Regions from separate parts of the Zea mays genome. Here region 1 is linked to region 2. Evidence: chromatin contacts called from public Hi-C data. All regions are on one chromosome and are shown on one strand. Each heading gives the region's core, a stretch centred on a gene start, on an enhancer-like site or on the middle of the called end of the contact. The rest is flanking DNA. Distances are from core to core; before and after follow the strand shown.

Region 1 (2,700 bases), core at 154-2,653, 290 kb after region 2:
TCAGGCTACGGGGAACAAGACGGGCGTCCCATCTGGCTCGTCCCGGTAAACAAGTAATGATGGCGCCCCGCATGCTCTATGACGACGACGGCTCTCAGCCCCCTTACGGAAGCAAGGAGACGTCAGCAAGGACTCGATAGCCCCGACAGCTGTCCTTCCGCCAGGCTCCAGCGCTCATCCGACGGCCACGACACCACACGAACCGGGTGCCAAAACCTCTCCGGCTGCCACGATGGCATGTACTTAGGGCACTAGCTCTCCTCCGCTAGACACGTTAGCACACTGCTACACCCCCCATTGTACACCTGGATCCTTTCCTTACGCCTATAAAAGGAAGGTCCAGGGCCCTCTTGCAGAGGGTTGGCCGCGCGGGGAAGGACGGGACGGCGCTCGCGTAAGGCCGCTCGCTCCCTCCCGCGCGGACGCTTGTAACCCCCTACTGCAAGCGCACCCGACCTGGGCGCGGGACAAACACGAAGGCCGCAGGTTTCCCCTTTGACGCATGTCTCCCTCCGGCTTCTTCTCCCCCCTTCGCGCTCCGTCTCGCGCCGACCCATCTGGGCTGGGGCACGCGGCGACAATTTACTCGTCGGTCCAGGGACCCCCGGGTTCGAAACGCCGACAGTATCAGTACGCAATTGAAATGTTTTTTTAGAAATAACGTTTCCTAAATCGTATTTTGATTATGAGAATAATGAACTTCCACGATGTCCTACAAAAGGACAAAACCAAAGTTATGCAACCTTTTACGATGCTCATTCAAGAAAAGAAAAAACAAAAAAAAACGAGTTAGAATGACCATTGACCAAATAAACAAACATTAGAAATACGCCAGGAGCCGGAGAAGACAACGCACACAGGCGTATAGCGTGCGCCACAAAGCCGCTGCATTTAGCGGATCACCGACGTCCGGTAAAATTTAGAGAAGCATATACCGAACATTGCTGGAGGGAAAGAGGAGAGAATGAACCGGTAAATTTAGAGTACAGAAGCTTTTACAGGGTCTTGCTGGAGACAGCCTAAGGACTCATGCGACGACGGATCGGTGCTATGAAGTATGAACTTGTGATGAGGGTGTGGTTGGTTTGGTTGCCAGCTTGGGATACTTGCAGTCGCAGAGAAAAAGAAAGCGATGTCACTTGTTCGTCCTGGCTTTAATTCGACTATAGTTGTGGTTTTTACAGTATTTTTTCTCCATGAATTGCAACTGCTGCATAAGGTATGCATGCATCTTGATCCTGATGTCCTGACCCGAACAGTGCAGCGTGGGTGCACTGCAGCGTGCACGGACGGACGCACACGACAGAAGACGTACGGATGCGAAAGCGAAGCGGGGCCGGAGGCCGGATGCCATGCGTCGTGCGCCCCGGCCGGCGCAGCGCAGCGCGCGTGTGATCACATCAAGTACGCTACGCGAGTACTGGAATTCCTCTCCGCTTTGCGTGATCGCAGGCCATCACGCAGCAGTGGTGCTGCTGCTGCTGCTCGTGACGTGGATGGCCCATTGGGATCCGCCGAGCGCGCAGTCCTCGGCTGCTGCTGCTGCACGGAGACGTGGACGTCCCGCTGCATGACATGCAGAGTGAGGAGAGGACTCGGCGGCACGGATTACAAAACCGTTTCATATATAAAAACCGCTGCCAGCGGTAACGGTTTACCAACAGTAAACCGGTAAAAACCGATCGGTTTGAACGATCCAAATTAATTTGAATTCGAACTGTTTTATCGGCGAAAAACCGGTGAAAAACCGCTCTAAACAGCCGGTTAACTGCGAAACGAACCGGTTTTTGCTGTTTTTTTAGAAAATAAAAAAAATTTGACAAGATTTATTTGTATTTTTCTCAATTCATATTGTATAGTAAATTTTAATTGATCCACACGATATGTGTTCACCAAAATAACATATAACATACATATGCAACCATAAACTACAGTTCTCATGCAACAAACAACCAGCGAACTTCGCAATACTCAAATAAAAGTTCTTTTACAACTCTCCAACGAGACAACGACACATAGGTCGACTTTTTTCACAATACTCACATATTTATCTCGAGTCATAGTGATAGTACTAAGACATGTTGGAAGGATCGTGATATTGTTCTAATCCATTATAGTGATAGTGATAGGTCTATACAAAATATGAGATACATTAACGAGAAAACAAGAACAGCAAATAAATATTTATCTACAAATAAAAAAACATATCGGTATGTGTGTTTGGTGTTTGTGTATTGCATGTGCACCTCACCAAGTGTTGGACTTTTCTTCCGATCAGTAAATCTTAGGAACACATATAGAAGAATTGGAGCTAAGGGTTCTAGATTGAGTCTTGTCTAGATGGATAGTTATTATAAGAACTGAAGCTACTTGATCCACGAATTCTATCTTGGACAGAAAATGAAACTGAAATTGACCACTAATGGGGTGTTTGGTTTGAGGAATGGGCTAGTTCATCATTTTCTCACTCCTCACTATTTTTGTTTGGTTCGTAGAATAGAATGAGTTGATCTATCACCATCTCATCCCTCATAGTTAGTTAGTACTAATATGAGGAATGGTGTCATCCCACCAAATATGAGGAATGAACCCATGATGCACCAACTTAATTTGGATGGATTGATTTCTCAAACCAAACACTCTATAAATGCCTAAGGCCTTGTTCGGTTGTTCCAATTCCATGTGGATTGGAGTGTTTTG
Region 2 (2,740 bases), core at 186-2,685:
TCTTTTCTTATCTTCTTCTCTATTTTCCTACCAGCTCCTAGACTTCTCGTTCCAGAATCCAGACTTCACTAGTACACCGGCTGACCGGCGACCATCTGTGCGCGCTGTGCGGTTTTAGTTCCAGAATCCAGAGTTCCAGACTTCACCGGCCCAGATTTCTCGTCCAGACACGCGCGAACAACAGGTGGAAGGGGAGCTACAGGTGATGAATTTCAGTTGGATGAAGATCTTCTTTAGGTAACTGGGTGGTAATGTGTGCTGTGTGGTATCTGGGACTGGTAGTATTAGTAACTAGTAGGTGTTTCTTTGCTGTTTTCAGTATTGCTGAATTCATGTCATGTTTACCCTATCCTTCATATATATTACATAGTTATATAATATAGTATAATAGTATATACTATATACATAGGTCTTGGATGAACAGGACGACTAGTAAACGACCAGGTCGACCAGAGGTCGATTAGTCGACCTAGTCGACGACTAATCGAGATTAGTCGCCTGGTCGTTCCCCCAGTTCGACTAGCTGGTCGAGCGACCAGAAAACATAGCACCAAAGCACACGTCTAAGGCTTGCCCCCGGTCGCGGTCGTTCTCACATGGACTACATGTGCCGCTGTGTATGTGTGGTGTAGGGGTTCAGGGGTTTTTTCGATCTACGTGAGAAGGTCTTTTTCTTAATATAATGCCGTGGGGGAGGTCTTACCCCGTAGGTCGAGTTTTTTTATTTGTATAAAAAATTGATGGAAGAATCCACTGTTTTCCCAGTATATGTTGTAACTGAATATACTTATAAAATCAGTTAATAATTTATTTTAGTGAAAAGTCAGGTGCAATATAGGTGCTACTATGTTAGATAGTGTCACTACAACTTTTTGTTGACTGTATGAGTTCTAGAATGGTAAAAGTATTTCTTTCGTGCAACTATTCTACCTTAAATGAGATTAACTGAATATATCGATATTGCCAATCTGCAACTTACAAACTTTATACTGCAAAACGTAGCATGTTCGTTTTTTTTTTGCTGTACTTTAAAGTTGCATATTCATCCTCGTCACTTGTGTCTTTTTTCAGGCAATTATAGAGAGGATGGGCGAGCTTGAGAAGCTGGAATGAAAAGAAACAATGGTGTAGTGTACATTAGCAATTTAGCATAGGTCCGGAGCTAGTTCTGCCCAATCGACAAATTACCTCCATATTTTTCACAATTCTTTGTACCTGTTGTGCATCATCTTTGCTTCACTTAAACCTTTATCAAGCCGTGAATCGGTGTATGTCTTTTTAACGTTTCCTGAGGTTACTGAGGGTTTTTGAACTGCATGTGAGGATTTTAGTTTGATGGCAAAGCGAAAGATCCACCGCATGAAGAAAGGATATGTGTCTGTATGCTGATTTGATGTGTTTCTGACCAATCTTGCTGATAGGCCTGAAGTTCTCGCTGATAAATGGGCTGGAACGACCTGTGAGGACCGAAGGTCCTTTGGGCTTTTGCGTACTAAGAGCATCTCCAACAAGGTGACCTATAAAAATGCCCTATAATTTGAAAATGAGTATATTTTATAGAATTTATGGCACCAACAAAACACCCCGCTCCAACAGTAAAGCCCCAAATCTAGATTATAGGGCAGCCCACTACGGTGTAGTATATTTGAGTCACTTGAGAGGGTGCCCTATAGTTTTTTGACAAAATTTTATGAAATGGGGCACTGTTGGAGTAGTTTTTCCTGTGTAGAGTCCTATATTTCAATTTGAGGCACTAGTTTGAGGCATTGTTGGAGATGCTCTAATAGTAGTAGGCCGAGCTGACCGGTGTAACCGCATTTCTTTCTCGTTTCTTGCTTGCTTCTTAATGCGTCTTTATTTATCTTTGTTTGCAACAAAAACTATCAAATTTGTAAGTTGTGCTAAACAATTACCAAAGTTAACGGGGCAGAGTCAGGCGTTGAATCTCCCGCACCCTATGGACTGACTAATTTGTATTCGTACATGCACGCGTTGGTTTGTTTATGGACAGTTCATTGGAAGATAATTCATGTGACTACGAAACGTGCAGCTGTATTGTGTGATATCGGTTTCGCTTTCCAAAAAAATCTTTTGAGAATTTCGAACTTATCACTGGGTGTAGCGTATATATAGCCAAGCGTATCTTCTTTTTTGGGGGGTATATAGCCAAGCGTATCTTTGCTGTCCGATGTGATGTTTATTTTTATGATGATTCTAGTTGTATATCTCCTGATGACTTATTTGGATGCACCTCTATCCACTTTAATCCACGTGTACCTGAAGTTGATTAAGATAGAAATTAATCTAAATTCGATCTTAATCTACTTTAACACAAAAAAGATTAATCTACTTTAAAGTCTTCTTTGGCGAAGGTGTTCACTCTTTTTTGTGTTGTTTTTCAATGAAATATTTAAGATTCGGCAAACGGTGAATGTTTAAAGAAGACGACCGAGTTGATGTTTGATGTACTTTTATCTTTTTAGGTTATTCTACACAGTTCATATTTTATATTAACCTTTATTTTTCTTAGTATATATAAGATGTGCTGCACTTTTCTGAGTTAGAGAGAGAGAGAGAGAGAGAGATGGTTATCCTGTTGCTGCGTGACAGTCTAGCAGATGTGGAATAAAGATAACGGAACAGAGCACTAGCAACTATACAGGGCCACCTACATAAGTAACTACGCTTTGAAGGCAAAGTACACTTATGCTTTAAACTGTTCCAACTAACCGAATCTAAC

What was found. Hi-C and Micro-C count contacts between places; a contact is called where the count stands out from the background.
Region 1: a Hi-C map of ear shows a contact between it and region 2, with 1.7 times the contacts expected there. The contact joins two enhancer-like sites. A contact is called at or near these places in 2 of 25 Hi-C or Micro-C datasets (ear and tassel).

What each region holds. Positions count from the first base shown.
Region 1 is chr3:138,696,003-138,698,702 of Zm-B73-REFERENCE-NAM-5.0, forward strand. No RefSeq gene overlaps it. Among protein-coding and RNA genes, the nearest start is that of LOC100274146, 61 kb to the right of the region's middle. Within about 2 kb of position 1,404, at least 16 of the 20 cell types and tissues checked have an H3K27ac peak or open chromatin away from gene starts, as enhancers often do. A contact at or near this core is called in ear, where this site is marked.
Region 2 is chr3:138,403,811-138,406,550 of Zm-B73-REFERENCE-NAM-5.0, forward strand. LOC103650611 (AP-2 complex subunit sigma-like) reads left to right here. Exons shown (of 6, transcript NM_001324270.1): 6 at 1,072-1,368. The coding sequence ends at 1,113. Among protein-coding and RNA genes, the nearest start is that of LOC103650611, 10 kb to the left of the region's middle. Within about 2 kb of position 1,436, at least 9 of the 20 cell types and tissues checked have an H3K27ac peak or open chromatin away from gene starts, as enhancers often do. A contact at or near this core is called in ear, where this site is marked.